2 separate regions of the Pan troglodytes genome follow, and region 2 is linked to region 1. A link is a contact called in public Hi-C data. All regions are on one chromosome and are shown on one strand. Each heading gives the region's core, a stretch centred on a gene start, on an enhancer-like site or on the middle of the called end of the contact. The rest is flanking DNA. Distances are from core to core; before and after follow the strand shown.

Evidence for each region. Hi-C and Micro-C count contacts between places; a contact is called where the count stands out from the background.
Region 2: a Hi-C map of induced pluripotent stem cells shows a contact between it and region 1, with 3 times the contacts expected there. The contact joins two enhancer-like sites. A contact is called at or near these places in 4 of 7 Hi-C or Micro-C datasets (blood, induced pluripotent stem cells and stem cell-derived neural progenitor cells) and 1 of 1 datasets of contacts at active chromatin or transcription factors (stem cell-derived excitatory neurons).

The regions. Positions count from the first base shown.
Region 1 is chr12:112,425,970-112,432,279 of NHGRI_mPanTro3-v2.0_pri, reverse strand. No RefSeq gene overlaps it. Among named protein-coding and RNA genes, the nearest start is that of ODC1, 14 kb to the right of the region's middle. Within about 2 kb of position 4,104, at least 2 of the 24 cell types and tissues checked have an H3K27ac peak or open chromatin away from gene starts, as enhancers often do. A contact at or near this core is called in induced pluripotent stem cells, where this site is marked.
Region 2 is chr12:112,723,576-112,729,885 of NHGRI_mPanTro3-v2.0_pri, reverse strand. RRM2 (ribonucleotide reductase regulatory subunit M2) reads left to right here. Exons shown (of 12, transcript XM_063790117.1): 10 at 2,494-2,594; 11 at 2,895-3,015. The coding sequence ends at 2,901. Among named protein-coding and RNA genes, the nearest start is that of RRM2, 20 kb to the left of the region's middle. Within about 2 kb of position 3,180, at least 3 of the 24 cell types and tissues checked have an H3K27ac peak or open chromatin away from gene starts, as enhancers often do. A contact at or near this core is called in induced pluripotent stem cells, where this site is marked.

The sequences.
Region 1 (6,310 bases), core at 2,855-5,354:
ACTCAACAGAAACTCTGGAAAATGGCTCCGGTGGCTCCATGGTCCCATCCACCAGCTGTCCTGACACTCACTGCATGGTGTCCCATGCTCACTGAGTAAACACAGGGTAATGGGAACAACTCCTGAGACAGGAAAATGTTTAGACTCGAAGGAAGGAAGCCCTGGAGTGTGGAGGGGAGGGTGGCAGTATGGGGTGTTAGTCCCAAGACAGTTCATCTAGTCAGGCCACGATTATCCCCTAGTAGGGCAAGACTGTCACCTTCCTTACTCTGAACCTTAGGCCTTAATTAATACAGCCCCAGGCATTTTCTGCTTGGGTAGACTGGCCTCCCGCGTGGGAACCAGCATTGAGCTAGCAAAACATTAGCTCCCATTTATCAAGGGTTTCCACGTACAGACACTGTTTAAAACTTTAAATGTCTAATTTAACCCTCCCATCAACCCTGCAATGTGGTATCACTACCACATTATACAGATTGATAATGCTGGTTTAAGAGAAGTTAAGTAACTAGCCCGAAATCCTTAGCAAGAGGTGGCAGAATCAGGAATTGAAAGAAGGATCAGCTCCCAAGTCCGAGGTGCATCTTCTCCCGATTCCAGAAAGGTCTTCCAGTAGCTGGGCTGGAGCCGGGTCCATGTTTCCTCGCCAGCGGCCTCCTTCAGGGCCCCTGGTGTCTAGAGAAATGAAGGGGTTTCTCCCTGGGTCCCTGAACAAGACTTAAACTCACTGTATTTGTGGCACCCAGGCCTGACTCCCTCCCCACCCCGTGCCAGGTCACGCCCTAGTGGAGAAGGGGGCGCACCTCCCCACCACTGCCTGAGGGGCGCCCTCCTGAGCGCCTGTTTCTCAGGGCGGGGCACTGGACTCCCAATGGAACCCTCCCCTCCTTGCCGGGCTTAGGCAGGTACGTCATTAGATCTTCTATCTGCCTCTTGAGATCAGGGGTGCGCATGAGCAGGGACCCAAAACGGGGGTCCAGTTAGGATCACAGCCCCCCAAGAGGAGACAGAACCCACAGGACCTTCAGGCTTCTGAGAGGGACCTCGTGGGCCCAGGAAAAGGTATTTAGAAAAACAGGAGTTCGGCCTTGGGTTCATCCGTGACGTGACCTTCCCCCAGCCGCCTTGCCCTGGGCTGGGCGCCGTTGTGAATCAAGCCCACACACCTGGGGAGCTGCCAGCCAGCGGGAGCCTCGGCCGTCGGGGAACAGACTCCGGCTTGGGCAAGCAGCCTGGCAGCCCTGAAAGGAACAAGAGGAAAATGGAGCTGTGGGGCAGGGGCGGGGCTCAGCTCGAGAGGCAAGTGGTCCCGTGCTAGTCCCACCTGTCACCAGCCACCCAGTCCTGCCGCTCTGACCCCGCCACTGCGGCGCAGGGGCCTGGTGCCCGCTGGTCCTGGGCTCCGGCTCCGGGTCGGCAGCGATGTATCCCGGCCCAGAGTGGGGCGGGGTAGGGCAGGGCAGGGCAGGGCCAAGGTCAGTTTCCTTTAAGCTGGGCACGACCTCTCCTTGGCTTGGGGCTCCCTTACTGTGGCCTGGGAAGAGGTCTCAGAGGAGACGGGGTGATGCTGGAGACATGGTGGCGAAGGAGCACTGCGGGCCTGGGCCCCGGGGGGTAGCTGTCTATCCAGCAAACACCTCCCCAGGGCCAGCGTGGGGCATGGCACAGCAGGGCACTGCCGGGGCGCAGGAGCTGCGGGGGCGGGTACAGCCTGCCTGGGGCAGGAGGCTGGGGAGGGTGGGAGGGAGCTCGGGAGGAGGGGTGGCTGAGGCCAGCGGGGGCGGGCGGGGCGGCAGCCCCTGGAGGGCCCCTGGAAGGCCTCAGCTCCTCCGGCTCTTCCCAGCGGGCTGTGGGACTGTACCATGGGGCCCCGACCTGAAGGGGCCACCTGCCTCCTGCAGTTCACGGGAAGGCAGACCCTGGCCCGCCCTGGAGCCACCTGCCCACGGCCTCTTCCAGCTGCAGCCAGGCCCTCCGGGCTCGAGCGGGCTCATCCACTAGGTGTGTGTGTGTGCGTCTGTGTGTTGTGTTGGGTGTGTGTGTGGCTGGGGCATGTGGTCTTAGTGTGTGCTGTGGATGTGTGTGGTGTGTTTGGGTGTGTGGGAATGGTGTGGGGATGGTGTGACTTTGTGTGTGATGTCGAGGTGTGTGGTGTGTTTGCATGTGTGGTGGTGTGTGGGCATGGTGTGACTGTGTGTGTGTGCTGTGGATGTGTGTGGTATGTTTGCGTGTGTGGTGGTGTGTGGGGCATGGTGTGACTGTGTGTGTGTGCTGTGGATGTGGTGTGTTTGTGTGTGTGTGTGGTGGTGTGTGGGGTATGGTGTGACTTTGTGTGATGTGGATGTGTGTGGTGTATTTGCGTGTGTGGTGGTGTGTAAGGGATGGTGTGACTGTGTGTGTGCTGTGGATGTGTGTGGTATGTTTGCGTGTGTGGTGGTGTGTGGGGCATGGTGTAACTATGTGTACATGTGTGTGATGTGGATGCATGTGTGTGTGTGTCATGGTGTGTGGGGCATGGTGTAACTGTGTGTGCTGTGGATGTGTGTGGTGGTGTGTACTGTGCTGTGTGTGTGTGATGTGGATGTGTGTGGTGTGTTTGTGTGTCATGGTGTGTGGGGCATGGTGTAACTGTGTGCTGTGGATGTGTGTGGTGGTGTGTGCTCTGTGTGTGTGGCATTGCGTGTGCTGTGGATGTGTGTGGTGGTGTGTACTGTGCTGTGTTTGTGTGTGTGTGTGTGTGTGTGTGTGTGGAATTGCGTGTGCTGTGGTGGACCCGGGTCCACAGGTGGGTGGCTTCTGGAGTGCCACATGAGGCTGTTGAGTGGCAGCCCTGGCAGCTCATTCCAGGAGGGCCAGGTGGGGTGCCTGGCTCCGTGGCCTGAGAGGCTGGGCCTGGGCTCTGGGCACCCTGCTCCCCTTCCTGGCCCACCTGGGCCCACAGTGGCCTCCCTCCACGCTGAGCTTCCCTGCACCAGGCCTGTCCTAGGCCTCCATGTCCCCTCCTCCAGAGGTCGCCTTCGGTGACCTCATCAAATTACTCTGGTTGTCTCCACCCTGAATCCCTGCGAGGCTGCTCAGGAATGAGTGGGGATGAATGAATGAAGGGAGGGTCAGCAGGTGGCTCTGCTCTGTCTTCACGCACCTGGAACCGCACAAGCTTATGCCCTGGACACACACTGAGACCCAGGCCAAGTCCCAGCTCCACCTCGAATGAGCCGCCTGGCACTGGACAAGCGCTGTGTCTTCACCTGTAAACCATGTGGTCAGGGAACCAGGGGCAGAGGGAGGGGCTGCAGGGCCTTGAGGGGAATGGCAAGGGTCCTCAGGGGCAGGACCTGACCTCCAGGTTCCTGGGGACCTCGGAAGGTGGGGGCCCCAGGGTTAGGGTCAGGCACCCTGGCGGGGATGGCAGAGCATGGGAGCCATGTGTGCGGGTGTCTTGTGGGGTGTGTGTGAGGCTGGGGCATGTGGTCTTAGTGTGCGCTGTGGATGTGTGTGGTGTGTTTGCATGTGTGGTGGTGTGTGGGGGATGGGGAGGGCGTCACAGGCAGCCTCAGGTGGGCTCTGCCTCTGGCTCAGGGACAGGTGCCAGGCACCAGCCCCACAGGAGGGGTGGCGGGGGGAGATCTGCCCTCCGCCCACTCAGTCTATCATGGGGGGTGGTCAGGGGAGGCCGGGTGGGGTCACCAGTTGCTGGTGGGCACAGGGGAGGATTGGGAACACCTCAGAGGGGATTGGGGCCACTTCGGGGACGGGCAGGGGGACAGGCAGGACCAAGGCTGCAGGGCCCCATCAGCTGTACACAGGTCTGGTTCTACAACATGGGGCAGGGGTGCAGGGGCTGGGCTGGGGGCTTCACCTGGGGGGCCTCAGGAAGTGTTTTGGGGGTCAGGGGAGTGGTCTGGTCGGGGACTGGGCTGCCTGGTGCCCCTTCCTCAAAGCCCCCGGGACCCTGGAGTGGCTGAGTCGGGAGCTCTGGATCGAGGCCACGCTCCAGTCTCACAGCCCTGAGGCTGTCAAGGGCCCCCTGTGATAGTCCAGCTGTCAGTGTTTGCCCAGTGGTCGAGTGATCTGACCACCTTTTCCTGGCCCTGACCGCGCTGCCAATGCGGGGTGCTGCTGCCCCCTGGTGTCCATAGCTAGGAGGGCCATCCAGGGCTTGGGTGTGCTGGTTCCAGGTGGGCCTGCTTTCGAGAAAAGCTTTCTGTCCTGGGCGGCATTTGATGACGGAGGAGGATGCTGAGGCCCAGAGGAGCCCCTGACTTATGGTGGGCCAAACGGCACACAAAAGCTGAGGCCAGGCTCCTGGTACCCAGGACCAGAGGCCTTATTGCCAGATAGGAATGCCAGATACAATACAGGGCACCCAGTTACACTTGAATTTCAGATCAACAAGAAGCAATTTTGCAGCTGACATATGTCCCGTGCAGTATCTTATCTTTGTGCTAAATCTGGCAACCCTCCTTGAGAAGCCAGGGAGTGGGGCCTGCACAGCCCTGGGGCGGGTGAGAAGCTGGAAGGGCCAGGCCTTCTGACAGGCACCCCCAGGGCCAGGTGCATGACCCTCCTGGCGGAACCACCCAGGCCCAGACTGACCCTTGCCCAGCAGGGCACCAGGTCTCCTCCCCTGCGGAGCCACCCCCGAGCTGGCCCAGCCTGGAGACCCCCGATCCCCAGCTCACAAGCTCACGGGCCTGAGCTCCACAAGTCACCTGACTGAGCTCCACCTAGGTAACCCCTGGCCAGTGGCAGAGCACGCCTGGTCACAGCCCTCTCCAGCCTGGAGTCAACGCTGCACGTGGATAAAATTCTCCTAACTCCCAACAGCAGCAAGAATTCCGGAGGCGCTTCCACTCTGTGCCCTGCATTCGGGCCTTCACCTATCCTCCCTTGTAGCTGCCCTGCCGTGGGTGGGGGGCACCAGCTCAACCCCCACTCAGAAGGAGGCGGCCGTGGGGACCCCTGTGCCTAGTGAGGCATGGGGCCTGGGTCTGGCTAGTGCCTAGTGAGGTGTGGGGCCTGGGTCCAGCTTCGTCTGTCCAGCTCCAGCCGAAGCTGAAGCCACAGCAGGAATGCAGGGCCAGGTGCCACCCTCTGTGGTATTCCGGAGCCATGGGTGCTCGGGGCTGCCTCTGCCACCCTGGCAGGGAATAGGATTGGCAGAGAGCAGGGGCCGGGAACACGTTGCCCTTGGTGAGAGAAGGATGCCGCATTCTAGTCATGGTCATTGTTCAGCAAGAGCCCAGGAGCAGAAGCTGGCTGGTGAGGCAGGGCCCTGAGGACACCCAGGCCCTCCTTCTAACTCACGGACTCGCCTTGGACGAGTCACTTGACCTCTCTGGGCTTCATCCCATCTGTAAAACACAAGAACTGGGAGAACTCAGCAAAGCCTTTGCTTCACATGACATCCTACCTTGAAACCCGATGGGTGAGATTGGGTGAGGCGGAGAAGGCAGAGCCCCCCACTTGCCCCCCTCACCCCCAGGCACTGAGGCTTCTCGGGAATCCCTGGTGGGGACACAGCCCGATTTGAAACGGGTCGACTCTTGCCTTCAGGGGCAGTTTTCCAGCCGGGCCCAGAGATGGTGCAAAGCAAACCCCCAGATCCATCATGGGGGAGGGCCCATGTCAAAGAGGGTACAGGGTGACAGCCAGAAAACCCCCTAAAGCGGAGGGGGCTAGCCAGCCACTTCGAGTCACTTAGGAAAATCTAGTAAGGAGGGAACCTGCGAAGAGATGTGTGGTCCCAGTAGAAGAGGTCACTGCTGGGGGTGTGACGAGCACATGACTTCACAAGACAAGCCGAGTGAGGCCCGGGAAGGGGCAGGCCCTACCCACGAGAAAGTGCAAAGTGGGCGTCAGCCAGGGCTCAAGAGGGCCGCAGGGGGCACACGTGGCTTGCTCTGCCCACCGGCTTCTGGCCTGCCCTTGGTTGCTGCAGGCTATCTGTGAGGGGCAGTGCCTGGCCCTGACACTGTCGGGGAGGGAGGGGTTGACCACCTGCTGATGTGCCAGGAATGTTCCCATCTTTGGCTTCTGATGGGTCTGCTGCCTTCGTCGGCCTCATGAGCTGGGTTGGCATGAGCCAGCCCTCCTGGACCCTGCAAAGGTGAGGACCAGGTCGTGAGCAACTCTACCGTGTCCCCCTGAGCCAGTCCACTGCCCAAGCCACCCTCCAGCTGCTTAACAGCATGTTCCCAGGGTAGGGAAACACCGAATGAATGCTGGGGTCCTCTGACCTGGCTTGAATGCTGCCTCACTATCTGCGTGACTTGAGTTCATCTCTGAGTTTATGTCTTCACGTGGGAAA
Region 2 (6,310 bases), core at 1,931-4,430, 300 kb before region 1:
GTCTGCCTTGCAGAGAGAAGTTTGATTTACATTTCAGAAGGATCTTTCCTGGCATTTTAGGCCACTTGGCATTAAAAAGAGACTTGTGGGGCATTGTCTGGAAGGGGACTTTTGCCACTGTGAGCTGGTGACAAGCTGACTAGAAGTGGGGGTGTCAAAGGCTGGAATCACCACCTTGCTGGGGGCAGATGAGGGGACAGTTAGTGGATTTGGGGTCTACTCTTTCTCATCTCTCTTGGTGACCCTTCCCCTCCATCAGGAAATGAGGTGCTGAGCCATCTCTATGGTCCCAGCCTTCAGTTTTGCTCTGCTTGGGGCGTTTCAGAGAGCTGGACTGTCCCAGGCCCCTTGGGAATTGGAAGCAAGTCCTAGAACTTTCTGGAACACAGAGAGTGGTCTGTTGGGCCTTCCTTTGCTTCCTCAGTTCCCACCCTCCTCCTCCACTCCTTTCTAGGACTTTCCTTCCTCCACCCCTGGATCCTCCAATGTTAATGGAGCAGGGGTCAGGAAATAGCCCGTGGGTGGGATCTGGTTCACCGCCTGGTTTTATACATACCAGGAGCTAGGAATATGTTTTAAAAATCAAAAGAATGGCTGGGCGTGGTGTCTCATGCCTGTAATCCCAGCACTTTGGGAGGTAATCCCAGCACTTTGGGAGGCTGAGGCGGGTGGATCAAGAGGTCAGGAGATCGAGACCATCCTGGCTAACACAGAGAAAGCCCCTCTCTACTAAAAATACAAAAATTAGCTGGGCGTGGTGGCGGGCACCTGTAGTCCCAGCTACTTGGGAGGCTGAGGCAGGAGAGTGGTGTGAATCCGGGAGGCGGAGCTTGCAGTGAGCCGAGATTGTACCACTGCACTCCAGCCTGGGCGACAGAGCAAGACTCTGTCTCTAAAAAAGAAAAGAAAAAAAAATCAAAAGAACATTTCGTGTTGCATGAAGATTCTATGAAATTCAAATTTCAGGGCCCATAAATAGCTTCGTTGGGGCGCAGCCACACTTGTTTGTTTACGTATGGTCTGTGGCTGCCTTCACCATGGATAAGAGACTGGAATAGCTGCTGTGGTCTGTATTTTCTATCTTTACAGAAAATGCTTGATGAGCTCTGAGTAAGGCCTGACCATGTTCCTGAGAGCTCCGTAGTGGACCTGATGGGAAAGTAGTGGATGGCATTGGTGGTGGCTGAGCCAGCAGGGTGCCTGCTCAGAGAGCCGGTTATTAATGGAGTGCTAACCAGTCACTCTAGATGAGAAATACACAGATCACATTTAAACACAAGGAAAGCTGTTTACAGGAAAATGATAAAATAGCAGAACGTAAAGTTATGGGTATACTGTGCTTACGTTGTCATAAAAATGTGTACATATGGATAGAGAGGAAGGTGTCCCACGTGGAGAAATGAAAAGGTGCCTTAGGGGGCGGGTTGGGAGTAAGAGCAGTTTTTCTTTCTATTCTATTTTTCTGTTTAAATTTTCCTATAATGTTCTTATAATAAGTGTTGATGAGCACTCGCAGCCACCAGGGGCAGCAGCTACCCAGGCAGAAGGCTGTTCTGGGTCTCAGGTGGGCTTTAGGGAGAGGGACCCTGAGCTCTGGACCAGGGTTAGGAGGAGGTGCCCCGGGCATGTGGAGGCTGGCAGCCCTCGCTCCTGTGAACTGGCGGCTGGGGCTGCATCTCGCCCACGTCGCTGTCATGTGCAGGGCCCACGTTGTGAGTTGTGTGTCTGCTCACTATTGTGCTGTAGCCTCTGGAAGTTGCTTAGGAGCTTGGGATTTCGTGGAGAGGTGGGAGTTAGTTGCTTCTGTCCAAAGAGGTCGGCCAATGGGGGCCATTCTGAGTTCAGAAACCGCTGGCTTGGAGCCCGATGGACCCAGCCAGGCCCAGCTCTGCTGTTGACCAGTTATGTGCTCTGGGACTCAGGTTAAGTCTGTGGGTGGCAAAACTGGCACCTCCCATCCCATCTTCCCTCCATCCCCTCCCCCCACCCCTGTGTCTCACTCTGAGCCTTAGGGAGTTGGTGCCACCTAGCTACGCTCACTGACACGCATCTCATGCTGTGCTAGGATATTGTCCCCATGTTAGTGTGCCCTCTCCAGGGAGACTGCCAGCCCTCATGGGTGTGCATCTTCTGCTTCTGCATCCTCGGCCACTGCCAGCAGAGGTCTGGGCACATGGTGGTGGACAGTGGCTATTAACTGTGGTTGTGCTGGAATGGAGGAGGCCTGGTGTCTGGTCTTGGAGTCGAATGCATGTGCTTAAGGATTCCAAGATCACACGGAGGAGGGCGTGATTAGCTCTGGGAAGCGGGGAGGCAGGAAGGAGGGCAAGAGACCTCGACCTGTTCTTGGGAAGGAAAGAGCAGGTGAGGGTGGGGTACTGTTCCAAGCACGGGAAACAGAGCCCCAGGAGGTGGCCATGGCCCTGGGGCTGGGGCTGGGAGGCGGTTGCTCCAGCATGCAGTCACTGAGCCCTCCTGTATGCACTGCTGCAGGTGCTGGGAGACCGTGAAGTGCAAAGCAGATGGAGTCCAGGCCCTCGGGGAGACAGCACGCCAGTGAGGGAGACGGAGACCAATCACCCACCCAGTGTGCGGTAAGTCAGACGGTGACAAGCTCTGAAGACAAGGAAAGCAGGGAGGAAGGGGCGGGCTATGCCCCTTGCTCTTTCATGTGGGGAGACAGAGGGAGCCAGAGGATGTGGGGATCGACCACGTGGTTAGGGGAGGAAAGCATGTTTCAGGCGGAGGGTGGGCAAGCGCAAAGGCCCTGTGGCAGGCGCGTCTGTGAGTGGTCAGAGCAGAGTGAGGGGTGGGAGATGGGGCTGGGTCAGTGGAGTGGGTGTGTACATGCAGGTCTGCAGACCCAGGTAAAGAGTCTGGATTTCATTTCTAAGGGGATGAGAAGCTCGGGAAGGTCTGACCAGCCTTACGTCTTGAAAGGGAATCCCCTGCTTCTGCGTGTCAGGTGTTACTCGGGGTGCGCCAGTGGAAGCGGGAGGCAGTTGCAGCTTTCAGGTGAGAAATGATGGCAACTCACACGGTGGGGGAAGAGGGGCCACTGTGGAGGTGGCTTGCGGGGCCTGTCATCTGCTGTTTCCTAGCTCAGTGAACAGGGCCCCCACACACCCCTGCCAGGTCGGAAATCCAGGTACTGCCAGCCTCTGCCGTTCTACGTGTGGCCAGGCGGGGGAGCCTTCGCCCTCCCATGTCCCTCACCCCAGGCCCCAGACAGCACCGTCCTGCGATCCCCCTCCCATTCCAGTGCTCAGTATAGCCGTATCCCTCCAGGGCTCAGGCCCCCACCATGGCCAGATCCCCCACCCCACCTTCACCCTCCGCCAGTCCATTGCACACATAGCATCTGGAATGGTCTCGGGCAGCACCTCAGACGATGTGGCTGTGTTGCATGAGCCCCTCCCCTCACCGCAGCTCTCGGCCCTGCCTGAGCCCAGGTGCCCGCGGGCTCCCCGCTCACCTCTGCCTTGAACCTTCCTGAGTATGAGCTTCTTTTTTGTTTTGTTTTGTTTTGTTTTGAGACAGAGTCTTGCTCTGTCACCCAGGCTGCAGTGCAGTGGCGCGATCTCGACTCACTACAAGCTCTGCCTCCTGGGTTCATGCCGTTCTCCTGCCTCAGCCTCCCGCGTAGCTGGGACTACAGGCGCCCACCACCTCGCCTGGCTAATTTTTTGTATTTTTAGTAGAGACGGAGTTTCACCGTGTTAGCCAGGATGGTCTTGATCTCCTGACCTCGTGATCTGCCTGCCTTGGCCTCCCAAAGGGCGGGGATTACAGGTGTGAGCCACCATGCCTGGCCTGAGCCTGAGCTTCTTAAACACCACATCCTCTAGCCTCCTGCCTTCACACAGGCTGTTCCCTTAGCCTGGACTTTGTCCCCACCCACCCGCTCCTGATCTTTCAGGTCTCAACTTACAGGTCACTTTCCCTGGGAACCTCCTCAGAACCAGTGAGGCCAGATTAGGGGCCTCCTCAGAGCCCTCATGGCCCCAAGTGTTTACCACTTCGCTTTTTCATACTATCCAAAGTGTACAAAATCGTACACTTTTCTGATGCCTTGTTCCAGCTGAGTGCCCTGAGGGCAGGGATGGGGTCCGTGTCCTCCGGTGTGCTCAGCCAGCACCTGGCCGGGCACTCTCTGTTGTTGAATGAATGAGCGAGTGAGTGACCCGCAGGGGAAGCTGCTGTGTCTGACACGGTAACGTGCAGGTTGCACTGGGGGGGCCTGGTTGAGATCATGACTGGAGTCCCTGGCCCCCAGAGTGGGAGTCATCAGTGGGGCTCGCTACCTCTGCACAATTTTGTTTTTTTCTTTGAGACAGAGTCTTGCTCTGTCGCCAGGTGGTACAGTGGTACGATCTTGGCTCACTGCAACCTCCGCCTCCTGGGTTCAAGCAATTCTCCTGCCTCAGCCTCTCGAGTAGCTGGGACTACAGGTGTGCACCACCGTGTCCAGCTAATTTTTGTATTTTTAGTAGAGACGGGGTTTCACCATGTTGGCCAGGATGGTCTCGATCCCTTGACCTTGTGATCCGCCCGCCTTGGCCTCCCAAAGTGCTGGGATTACAGGCGTGAGCCACCACACACGGCCCCTCTGCCCACTTTCTTCCCCTTCCTCCTCTCCCGTCTCCACCAAGGCTGTCTCTGGAGTGGCTGTGGATGCTGACAGAATGCATGTCCGCTCTGCCATCACTATTCACGCACAGCGCCTGTTGGGGACTCTCCTGTAACCCAAAGGGGTAGCGGAAGGATGGAACTTCAGGCCTTGAGGGCCAGGAACTGAATGTGGAAGACTGAATCCTCAGGGGACCCCAGCTCTGGGCTGGGTCTGGGGCTCTGTTTTGAGGACTGGGAGTGGGAGGAGGTGGCAGCAGGAGCCGGCGTCTGAGGCATCTCCTCACACTCTTCCAAGGTCAGAGACGAGGTCTCAGATACGCTTGCTAATGCACGATTTCTTTCTTTTTCAATTTCCTTTGGAACCTGTGCTGTGCAGATGTTCACATGATGTGGTGGGGAAGTGAGTTTTATAAAACTCTTGGCAGAGTACCATTCGGCATCCCTGTGGTTCTAGAGATTTCTGGGGCCTCGGGGCTGTAGCACCAGCTGCAGACAGCTGCCTGCCTTCTTACAGTGCTCAGCTTTTGGGTCCAGCAGCTTTCTCAGTCCCAAACACGTGTGACCTCACGATTCTGGCCCTTCCATGATCCGCAACAAACTGTTCTGGTGTGTAGGTGGAATTCCTATTTTTAATAGCCAAGTTGTTGAGAAATTGTAGGGCTTCTACTTCCTTTTGAACGGAAGGGCTCCGGAGATATTTATATCTTTGCTTCTATAGAATCTAGGAGGTTGTCTTTACCCAGGGAGGGTCAGCATGTGGAGAGGGTCAGCATGTGGAGAGGGTCACCTGGGAGAGGCCCCGGTGTCAGCCTGCACTTGCCGTCAGTAAATGGTACGACATTGAGCACCAAGGAGCTCAGCCAGCCCCTCGACGGAAGTCCTAGCTGCCCACTGGGGGAAGGGCGAGGAGGCATGAAAACAATGACCCCACTGGCTGGTGGGGGTGACCGTGTTATGCAAAGTGTACACCATGTAGCATGAGCACCGGGCCGGGAGCCCCCAAGGCTGCTGGGGAATCAGGGAGACACCAAAGAGGAGGTGGCCTTTCCCTTGAAGGGTAAGGGATCGGTAGGAGTCTGTGGGAGAGTGGAAGCTGCGGGAGGGGAAGGAGGGAGGGAAGGAGGCCTGGAGAGAGGAGGGAGGCTCTTACATTCCAGGCAGGTATGGGAGCTCCTGGCAGAGTTTGCAGTACCCAGTGGCTCAGTGTGGTTGGAGTTGGCTGTGGGCCAGGTGGGTGGGTAGACAGGGGCCAGGTCTGGAGGGGTTTTTAGTGCTGTGCTGAGGGGTCTGAAGTCCATCCCGAAAGTTGTAACTGGGGAGTGGCACGGTGGTGAGTTAGAGCCACGTCATTCAAACTTTCTCAAATTCCCATACATAGAGACCTAGTGTGCACACTCGCAGCCCAGGCTTGTGAGCTGCAGTCGCCCTTGCCATGTGCAGCTCGTTCTGGCGTGTTCTGTTCTGCTTCTATTCTGGCTCATTTGTTCTATGAACAATGCTGTTTGCAATCCTCTACATTGGCTTCCTCTCTCCCTGAATATTTTTGATCTGCAGTTAGAACAACACTGGATTGGCAAGAGGGAGACTGAGGCGGGAACCCAGGCAGAGGCTGCTGTGAGTCCAGCTAGGATGAGACGTGGGTGCCAGACAGTGGGCCTGGGGCAGACCCCAGGGACTC